Linked DNA regions of Mus musculus: region 2 is linked to region 1. The links are chromatin contacts, called in public Hi-C maps. All regions are on one chromosome and are shown on one strand. Each heading gives the region's core, a stretch centred on a gene start, on an enhancer-like site or on the middle of the called end of the contact. The rest is flanking DNA. Distances are from core to core; before and after follow the strand shown.

What was found. A called contact is a pair of places that touch in the nucleus more often than the background predicts.
Region 2: a Hi-C map of bone marrow-derived macrophages shows a contact between it and region 1, with 2.5 times the contacts expected there. The contact joins the promoter of Sdhb here to the enhancer-like site in region 1. A contact is called at or near these places in 2 of 39 promoter capture datasets (macrophages and pre-B cells), 2 of 15 datasets of contacts at CTCF or cohesin (CD8 T cells and embryonic stem cells), 33 of 484 Hi-C or Micro-C datasets (the 63-12 cell line, the AML12 cell line, B cells and 23 more), 16 of 115 datasets of contacts at active chromatin or transcription factors (the 230-238 cell line, CD8 T cells, the HPC-7 cell line and 9 more) and 3 of 9 other capture datasets (adipose tissue, embryonic stem cells and liver).

What each region holds. Positions count from the first base shown.
Region 1 is chr4:140,917,463-140,922,815 of GRCm38.p6, forward strand. It overlaps Padi2 (peptidyl arginine deiminase, type II), which reads left to right. Exons shown (of 16, transcript NM_008812.2): 2 at 111-294; 3 at 1,846-1,918. It also overlaps the pseudogene Gm26226. Among named protein-coding and RNA genes, the nearest start is that of Gm46719, 10 kb to the left of the region's middle. Within about 2 kb of position 2,904, at least 26 of the 459 cell types and tissues checked have an H3K27ac peak or open chromatin away from gene starts, as enhancers often do. A contact at or near this core is called in the 63-12 cell line, B cells, the G1E-ER4 cell line and 5 more, where this site is marked.
Region 2 is chr4:140,959,398-140,964,455 of GRCm38.p6, forward strand. Sdhb (succinate dehydrogenase complex, subunit B, iron sulfur (Ip)) reads left to right here and starts at 1,874. Exons shown (of 8, transcript NM_023374.4): 1 at 1,874-2,079. The coding sequence starts at 2,008.

The DNA.
Region 1 (5,353 bases), core at 1,654-4,153:
CCAGCTGGTCATGGCAGCCTTGGAGGCCTACCCCTCTGGAACTCTCTTGCTGACACCCTTGAACCACCTAGCCCAGGCTCCGTCTGACCCTCTGTCTGTTCTTCCTACAGTGCAGCACCTGCTGGGGCCAAAACCTTCAGCCTGAAGCACTCGGAAGGTGTGAAGGTGGAGGTCGTACGTGATGGAGAGGCAGAGGAGGTGGTCACCAACGGCAAGCAGCGCTGGGCCCTGTCACCCAGCAGCACACTGCGGCTCAGCATGGCCCAGGCCAGCACAGAGGCCAGCAGCGACAAGGTACCATGGCCGGGAAGACAGTGTCCCAGGACTGAGGAGGCCCAAAGCCATGCTGGAATAGCCTGAGCCACAGAAACAGTGGGAGCCATATAGTGCTTTTGGCCTTTAGCAGCTACAGGGGCAGAGTGGGTTGAGGGTGGGGGACATGGGAAGCTGGGTGGCCAGGCATGAAGCCATACACCCATAACCCGAGCACTTAAGAGGCAGAGGCAGGAGGATCAAGAGTTCAAGGCCTGCTTTGACCAGCATGGGGCATATGAAATCCTGTCTCAAAAACTGAAAACTGGGAGCCAGAGAGATGGCTCAGTGGTTAAGAGCACTGGCTGCTCTTCCAGAAGACCTGGTTCAAGTCCCAGCACTCACATGGTGGTTCACAACCATCTGTAACTCCAAATCTGGGGGATGCCCTGTTCTGGGCTTCAAAGGTAGACACACATGCAGGCAAAACCCTATACGCATAAAAGAATTTTTTAAATGAAAACTAGTGCTGGCAACATAGCTCGCAATTTTGTGTCTAGCATATGTGAAGCCCTGAGGTCAATTCCTAGGACAGAAAGAAGGAAGGAGAAGCCGGGTGTGGTGGCACACACCTTTAATCCCAGCACTCAGGAGGCAGAGGCAGGCAGATTTCTGAGTTCAAGGCCAGCCTGGTCTACAAAGTGAGTTCCAGGACAGCCAGGGCTATACAGAGAAACCCTGTATTGAAAAACCAGAAAAAAAAAAAAAAAAAAAAAAAAGAAGAAGAAGAAGAAGGAGGAAGGAGAAAGAAACAGGGGCCTGGGGAGGAAGAAAGACTCAGAGAGCTGAAGGAAACATAAGCTGAGGCAGGAGGATTGCTGCAAGCTTGAGACCAGCCTTGTGAGTACCAGACTAACCCGAGCTATACGGTGAGCGTGTTCAGGATACACACATGCAAAGAGAGACCAGGTGCTCGCTTCGGCAGCACATATACTAAAATTAAAACAATACAGAGAAGATTAGCATGGCCCCTGCGCAAAGAGAGACCAGGACTTAAGAGGCAGAGACAGGAGCATCACTGTGTTGCAGTTAGCCTGGGATAAATAGCAGATTAGAGATGATATGCATAGCACCACAGACCTCACCATTGATAAAGTGCGTTGCTGAGCAATCGGGGTGGGATGGTTTGCCCAGATGATGAAACAAGGCCAGATGGTCCCCACTCTGGGCTCTAGAGAATATTACTCTAGCCCATTTGCAGCTTTGGCACCTGGTGCCACGCAAAGAAACAAATCCCTGGGGCTTGGCTGATGCTGCACACACAGCATCGTGCTCTCAGGAAGGTGTTGGGTGTGTGTGTGTGTGTGCCAGGGAACAGGTCAGGTAGGGGAGAGGAGCCCCCTGTCTGGTTGGATTATCTGGGAAAAGCATCTAACAGTTCAGGAGTGCTTCCTGGAGGAGGGGGCCCTGCGTCCAGAGAGGACTGATGCGCTGGGAGGTAGGGGGTTACTCCTGGTCTTTTGTTTCATTTTTTTCATTGTAACCTGTGACCTCTGCCCTTCTCTCCTGTCCCTGTGTGTGCATCTCACCAAGGTCACTGTCAACTACTATGAAGAGGAGGGCAGCGCCCCCATTGACCAGGCTGGGCTCTTCCTCACGGCCATTGGTGAGTTGGTGCTGGGGGCTGGGGGTGTCTTCACTTTGGGGGACCTAGAAAAGAACTCAGGGCAGGTTTCAGGGTGGCAGACTGGCTCCTGGAGCCGCTTCCAAGCAATGCAAGCTTCAGGCGGAGCATGTGAATCCTGAGACTCCAGGGATGGGGGGCAGGGGGCTCCTGTGGAGGAGATGTGTTGTGGTGTTCCCTTCACAGGCTCTGTGGGCTGCAGAGAGAAAGAGAAAAGCTCAGAGCCTCTGTCCAGCCCTGTACACACACACACACACACACACACACACACACACACACACACACACTACAGCCTGGAGTCTCCAGGCACTGCCACTGTCCCTGACAATCCTCACCACCATCCCAGCCCCAGCCCTGGGCACAGAGACACAGCCTAGGGTCCTTAACTCATCTGGTCCAGGCTCTTCATTTGATCCACAAAGCATGATGTGGCCCAGAGAGGTTAGGAAACTCACTCACAGGCACACAGCAACAGTATGGCAGGTCGAGTTCCAAGCTGGAAACAAACCCCTCAGTTCTTCCCCTGCAGGGCCCTGCTGTGGGTGTCAGGGACACCGTGGGCTGAGCAGAATCCAGGGCTGTGACCCTTCTGAATAATCAGTCCCTGCTACACGTAAGATTTTATCTTTATTGATGCCTTCAAGCTAGAAGGAGTCCAGACGCTCATTCGGCCATCCAGCTGTGGTTAAACATTGACAGTGGTGGGAACCACCATCCGGACACTGTCCCCTGACTCACTGCTATAGAGGTGGGGTGCTCTGAGAAGAAGGAAATGGAAGAGGAGGCAGATAAACACAGACCGTTTATTGAGCACCCACTGTTTACCATGCTCCAGACCTTGCTGTCTACCCATCAAGACATCAGTCTATCCAAAGACAACGAAGTTGCCTGGGTTACACCTAGAAATGGTTGATAGGGCACCAAATCGAGCCACTTATCTCATTTTCTAAGAGTTGTGAAACTTCCTCTAAAAACCGGTACTTCTCTGTGAGACACCCCCCCCTTCTCTTCTCTTGTGGCTCTTTGGAGGCTGGAGGACCCTCAGTGGCAGTGTTCTCCCTAGTGTCCTGAGTGCTGTCACAGTGTTCTTCCCTCTGTGCTGAGGGCTTTTTAGCCCAGGGGTGAGGGGGCCTTGGGATGATGGGGAGATGGGGGGGTGAGAGTTGTAGCCTGACTCCCCTGTGTGCTGTGATCGCTGGCATGTGACTGAACAGCCTTGCAAGCACACAGCCCCCACCTGTCTCAGATGACCGCCCCCAGGAAACCCAATGCCACAGAGCCAGGGATACCTGAGGACAAAGCCAGTGGGGGGACGAGGCAGTGGCCAGAGACTTGTCAGAGGTGACCCTGGCTGGCACACTCTCAGGAAGTGCACCAAGGAGACACAGGCAGAGAGATAGTCAGAGGAGGAGGTAACCAGGCTTGTCCTCCACCTGAGACCTGAGGCTGAGCTCTAGGCTCAGGAGGAGCTCAGGTGTGGCCCTGGTGACACTCGACTGCCAGAGGCAAAGAAGCCGAGCCAACGCCATCCACCATCTGGGGAGTGTCCTGTTTTCGCTTCTCAGTGGCTACTTAACTGCCATGAGTCCTGGTTGTCTTGGTCCATGGGACAGTAAAACATGTCCCGTAGCACATACACACATATCATGAAGTACACTAGTAATCCCAGAACATGGGTGATAGATACAGGAGGACCAGGATTTTAAGCCAGCCTTGGCTACATAGCAAATTCAAGGCCAGCCCGGGCTACATCTGCCCCATCTCAAAATATATATATATAAATGAATAGTGTTTGCTGGAGAGCTGGCTCAGCGGTTAAGAGCACCCGCTGCTCTTCCAGCAGACCAGGGATCAATTCAAGCACCCAGGTGGCAGCCCGGATCTGTCTGTAATTCAGCCCAAAGTGATCTGACACCCTCATACAGATATCCATGCGGGCGAAACACCAATGCACATAAAGTAAAAATAAATAAATCCTATTTTAAAGCAGAAAGGAAATCAGAGCTGGAGACCCAGCCTGTCATCCCAGCTGCTCAGAAGCTGAGGCAGGAGACTGGTTGCCAGTGCCTTTCTGGGCTAAGAAGAGAGTTCAAGGCCCACCTAGACTTAAGTAAACGCTGTCTCAAAAAGTAATGAAAACGGAGGTGTGTGGCGGAGGCTCCCCAGGCAGGCATCCTCTCAAAATGGAAGGCAGACGTTTACATCGTAACAACCAGGCTGATTGAAATCAGCTCAAATCATGTCTGTTTTCTGTTCCACTAGCGGGAACCAGTGACCGGTGTGTTGTCTATGTCCCACCTAACCCAACCTTCTCCTCCCTCTGGCTCCTCCAGGCTGAGGGATTAGAAGCAGCACCTCAGAGGCAGGGACACCCTGAACGTCCCTAGACACTAGGCCTGGCCCCACAGAAGCAGGTCTGAGTGCACCTCACTGGGACTGTCTAAGCCCACATTGACAGCAGGAACCGGGGCCTCAGCACAGACAGGAATTAGCCGGGACTTAGCCTCCTCTGTCCATCTCATGGTGATCTCTCACCCTCTCCGTCATCCCCAGCCTCAGTGTCCCCGCCTGGAAAAGGGGGGGGTGGTTGTAGAGCATTCTAGCATGGTGCCTCCAGGGATTCAGGGGAGTGGGGTGTGCACAGGGCCTGTTTCAAGGCCCAGCAGGTGTTGAGCAGAGGCCCTCCTCTCTCCTCTCCCTTCTTACTCCCTGCCTGGAGAGACATCGTCCTGAAATACGGGAACAAACCAAGGAGCCCCTGGCCAAATCTCTGTGTCTGATCCCGCTGTGTGACCCTGACAAGCAGACCACCCCTTCTGGGCTCTACTCTTACCCTCTCCCCCACTCCCGCAATAGACTTTATTGAGGAAAGTTGGGGGAGGGGTAAAGGGTGGGAGGGAACAGTCACCCTTCCTGCTGAGGTCCCAGCTGAGGAGCATACTGGCGCCTCAGTGCCTTTCTCCCCTTTGTACCTTGGGTAAATGCTCCACAGACCGGAGCTTCCCCCAGGCCCAGGGCAGGAACGTTCAGCATCCACACCAGGATGCCCTTCTTCTCCCAGACTCCAGAGTGCTTCTTCACACTGCATCCATCTCAAACCTCTAGGACAAGTCAGAAGACCAGGCCAGCACAGCCATGGTCCCCATGGCTGGCTGCTGGCCTAAATGCAGCCACGACTCCTGTGGCTAGGTTCCCAGGGCAGTGGCCTCAAACTCAATCCTGGTGACATTTCCCATGAATCTACCCCACACCCCCGGCACCAGGCGCCACCTGACACCTTGGGGCTATTCTGGGTAGCTGAGGCAGGACCCAGAGCCTCTGGGAAATGTCTGGAGCCCACAAGCTGTGAAGCAGGTGTGTTCCCCTCTGTGGGGAGGGCAGAGCCCAGAAGGGCTGTTCTGGCCTCTCCTTGTTGGC
Region 2 (5,058 bases), core at 624-3,123, 41 kb after region 1:
ACCCCAAAGCTCAGGGCGGAGGTGGAGCCACCCAGGAATTTATTATCCTTCCATAACATTAAGCTCCCCAAATCCCCATGACGCCCAGGAATGATGTGACTGCAGGGTGTGTGGGCACACTGGCACCAAGGGCCCCTCCAATAAATCAAGGTCTCAGTTTTGCTGGCTGCTCAATGCTTTTTCCAAGGTGACCTGGGTGGCCATTCATGTAGCAGTGGTGTCTGTCTTTGACATGGTGGCTAAAAATGGCTAAGGGGGCCAGTTCTCTAGAAATACTGCCTGTTGACACCCTGGAGGAGTTACAAAGAAAATGACAGCCTTCCTACAACCTTGGCCGATTTGGGTGGCCCTGATGGTGGTCCCTTGGGTAGTCTAGAAGAACCTACCCAGTGCTGAGCCAGGGCCCCTGAGAAGCCAAGGCCACCTTACCATCTGTTGCGCAAGACAACCACACCAGTCATAGAATCTTAACTCAGCTGCCACAACCCCTAGTGATTCAGGCAAGGACGCTATAAGTCAAAAAGTGGCGAAGGACTTGTCAATGGTCACATGGCCTTGAGGGGGCGATCAAGGTAACCCCCAGGGGTTCAGGCCTCTCCACACCCCCTTTAATGAGGCTACCTGGCAGAGAAGCCAGATTCAGGGTGAGTTCCCAGAAACTTGGCCCCATCTAGCCATTCCTCCTGTCATGGTAATTTCTCCAGTGTCTTCTAAAAGAGCCAGCGTGAGGAAACCCAAGACTATAAACAGTGCCCTCCTCTGCCAAAGGTGAGCGGAAAGAAATCAAATCCTTCCTCTGGTAACAAGGACCAGCAAAGTCACTGGGTGCCCCAAGAGACCAAGTGACTTGGGATACCAAGATCACGCCTGCCCAAGGTGGTCAAATCCCCAGTCAGAGGGTGGGGGGCTCTGAGAGAACCCATAAAAGGTGTCAGAAAGGCTGGACAGTGGTGGCGCATGCCTTTAATCCCAGCACTTGGAAGGCAAAGGCAGGCGGATTTCTGAGTTCAAGTCCAGTCTGGTCTACAAAGTGAGTTCCAGGACAGTCAGGGCTACACAGAGAAACCCTGTCTAGAAGTGCCAGAAAAAAAAAGCAGCTCAGGTGACTAAGGAAACTGACGAAATCTGAGGACACAGGTCGGTTAGTAGAAGGCTTGTTCAGCACACACAGGCATGGTGGCACACAGCTGTAATCCCAGCTCTCTGCAGTTCTTTACCTGTAGGAAGATCTGAAGTTGGGGACAGTGGACAGCCTGTGGGTCCTTGGTGGACAGCCTATAAGCTACATCACCCATCTTTCCTATTGTCATCTTCCTTGGGGTTAGAGAGGAATTAGGTGAGCAGCTCGCTCACTTACCACAGCATTCCAGAGGCTGGCACCAGCCACATACTAGGTACCCTTTCTGGCTGCTTTGGTTTTGGTTTTGTGTGTTTTGAGGCAGGGTCTCAAGTATCCCAGATGGACTCGACCTCATTAAGTAGCGGAGGGTGAGCTTGGTTCTCCTACTGTCTCCATATGCCGGGCATGCAACTTCTGTACCGACGTGACGTTCATCTTTTGATCACTTCAGTCACTTAACAAGTGTCCCAATCAGGTAGGGACTGACAGGTTCTCTAGATTTAGCACAAAGCTGACCAGACAAGAGTCACAGGTGATTGACAGACACCACTGCAAGTAGAGAAGGGTTAAAAATCACAGCCACCAGCAGAATAGGAAAGCCCCGCCCTCCTGGCCTCTGCCCCGCCCCTCCACGCTACCCTTCCCTCTCCCGCCCCTCAGACTCCAGAGGTCACCTTAGGAACATAGGAAGCCCAGTGGGCATGCGCCCTACGGGCCGCTGCTGCACACACGCACTTCCTGTACATTGGCTCGGAGAAACCGGAAGCGGCCTTCCACTCGTTGGCGCTTAGGCGGCTAGCGGTCCTCAGGGTGAGAGGCCGGCTTCCCACCGCGGTGTTCGACGGGATGCCGGAGGGGAAGGGGTGGGGCTGACGTCAGGAGCCAAAATGGCGGCGACGGTCGGGGTCTCCTTGAAGCGCGGCTTCCCGGCTGCCGTTCTCGGCAGAGTCGGCCTGCAGGTGAGCCCGGGAGCCGTGGTTCAGTGGGGAGCCGTGCCCGTCACCGAGGCTGCCTGGGTAGAGAGGCCGCGGAGAGGCGGAAGGAGCCCGGGTCCAGGCCTCGGGGGAGGACTTAACCCGGCATCCTGCTCTTGAGCATCCTTTCAGACAGCCATTCCGCGCTTCTCCATCACCGGAGAGAGAGGCGCGGCCGGGAGGAGGTTGGAAGAGAGAACAGAAAGACAGAGGTCTGGGAGGAGGACAGGGAGAGGTCAAGGTCATAGGATGAGCGACCTGTGGTCGGGACCCAGAATCAAATCCTGCTAGTTGTACTCCGCCAGGCTTGTGTGAAAGGGAGGCCTGCGGGGTGTCTGGGGTGGGACCCGGGAGGCCAGGTCGCACCTCCAGGTTAGGCTGGTCTGGATCGGTCAGGTCGGAGGGCGGTGGACTCTGCAAGGCAATGCACTTGACCCGCAGAGGAAGGGAGACATGAAAGAAAGCGACCCCGACCCCTTGAAAGATCCGTACTGTGGAAGTCTGCAGGCAAGACCCGGTTCCCTGAAGCGTGCTTATTCAGGGGTGTGTAGCGGCACTGATCTCATACCGCTGGCATGGGATGACAGGCAGAGCCTGGAGCTGCTTTTGTTAATAATTCTGTAGTAGCTCTGTCATAGGTCTCCCCACACGCCCTGTATCCTCGGGAGCTGCACAGTAGAAGCATTTAGAAAGGCGAGAAAAACTGCCTCTCCTTACTTTACAGATACCATTCAGTCCTCCTCTGGGCTTCTGGATAGTCCTTCACAGGCGGACAACAGGAACTCCCATTTTGTTTTGGGGGGTTTTGTTGGTTTTTTTTTTTTTTTTTTTTAGATTTGTGTGTGTGTGTATGAGTGTGTGCTTTCATGTATATGCACCATGTGCCCGTGGAGAAAAGAGAGCTGTATTTCCTGAACTGGAGTCACAGGTGGTTATCAGCCGCCATATGCGTGCAGGGAACTGAACTCTGCTCCTTCCAAAGTGCTAAGATGAATCTCCACCCTGTGATAATTTTAGTGTTGTTTTGGTTAGGTTTTGACTTTTCGGACAGTGTCTTTATGCAACCCTGGCTGGCCTGGAACTCAGAGATTCTCCGGCTTCAGCCTTCTGGGTGCTGGGATTAAAGGTGTGAGCCACCACCACCACCCGACTTGTGCATCCCTTTGCATGCACACCTATCACACCAGCACTCCAAAGGCTGATGCAGCAAGATCAGGAGTTTAAGGACATCCTCAGCCCCACACGGAATCCAAGGCCAACCTGGGCTACTTGGGACCCTGTCTCAACAAAAACAGACAGTGCCTTACCAGAGCCTCAGGCTGGTGTCCCAGATATTCAGTTAATGATTCTGTTTTTGTTGTTGAGAATGTTATGCATGAGTACTGTATTTAAATAATTTCCACCCCCTCTCTCCTCCCATGCCTCCCCTCCCTTTCACACTCATGACTTCTTTAATTATCATTGCTAAATATATACATACACAATCTCTTAAGTGCATTTAGTGTTCCTTATGCATGACGAGTTTAGGGCTGAGAACATGGGATGAATAATCACAACACCAGTCCGTGCCAAGGGGAATGGGAGAAATTTCACAAGGCCCCACCCCTAGTTGAAGAGCTGCAGCAATCAGTGGCTAACAAAGGGGGTGTGTCGGTTTGGGGGAGGAGCCACATGATAGGTTGTCCAGTTAATGGTTCTTGGTGACCTTGTTCTTCAGCCTCTTTCCTCGTTGCTGAGGCAGCAGTTGAGTTGTAAGAGCCCTGCTGTAAGGGGTGACTTCTCAGGCTCAGGCTGGGCTTTCTGAGTGTAGAAGAGGCTGGCTTCAAAGGTCGGACTCTGGTAGGATTTCAGGAGAGGCCTTTGCCTACTTTCCAGAGGCCTCCTGTCTGTGGGAATGCATATTTGTGCTCAAACAGCGCCATCCTCAGTTCTGGTTCTCAGTCCTGTGATGTGCACCTCTGGACTGCAGTCCTGCCTGTGGGAGTTTAGCTGCACTCGGTTAACTACCAGTAGCATCCTTATTTCTCCGTCTGGACTATGAACTCCAGGAGGGCAGACGCCTGGAATGCCCGCCTGCAGTCAGAACAATACAAATACATATATAAGCCAGTGTTGAAAAGCACAGATCGGGGCTGGAGAGATGGCTCAGAGGTTAAGAGCACTGACTGCTTTTCCGAAGGTCCTAAGTTCAAATCCCAACAACCACATGGTGGCTCACAACCATCTTTAAAGAGATCGGATGCCCTCTTCTGGTGTGTCTGAAGACAGCTACAGTGTACTTAGATATAATAATAAGTAAATCTTTAAAAAAAAAAAAAAGAAAGAAAAGCACAGATCATTTCCTGAGCTGTGCCAGCAGTTTGGCTTGCTCCTTGTGAAGTAGGTATCGGCTCCACCCTCCCCTTTGCAAAGGGGAAAGTGGGACCAGACTGGCTAAGCGATTCTCTAAAGAAAACACAGCTCAAAGGTAACAGGGCTGGATTGGAAGCAAACACACTAACACACTTCAGATACAAGCTTGCCCCTTGAGTCTGTGTGGGTTTGGCTTCATGCTGCCTTTGCCTTCCTGCCTTCGCCCACCTTCCCTCTTGGTGGCTGTGTCATCTGTCTAGCTTCAGGCCCACCCCTGAAGAAGCTAGAGGAAGTTCGTCTCCTCGCAGATTGTCTAGAGATGTTCTTCCCACATAGCACGCTCACTAGAGTCATAGATTGAGCTGCAGATGTGTTCAGTCTCCACTCCCATGGGGAACTTGGCACATAAGTTGCTGGACAAGGAGGGAGGGAAAGAAGGAAGTCTCACACTTTGGCCCATCTCCCTGTCTGCACAGTCTTTTTTTTTTTTTAAAGCAAAAGTTTATTAGGAAAAACTCCGAGAGCCAAGGAGATGACTCTGTGCATGTTGGTCAGGCCTGATGACCAGAGCCCCGCCCCCAGAGCCCACATGAAGGCAGAAGGAGGGACCCT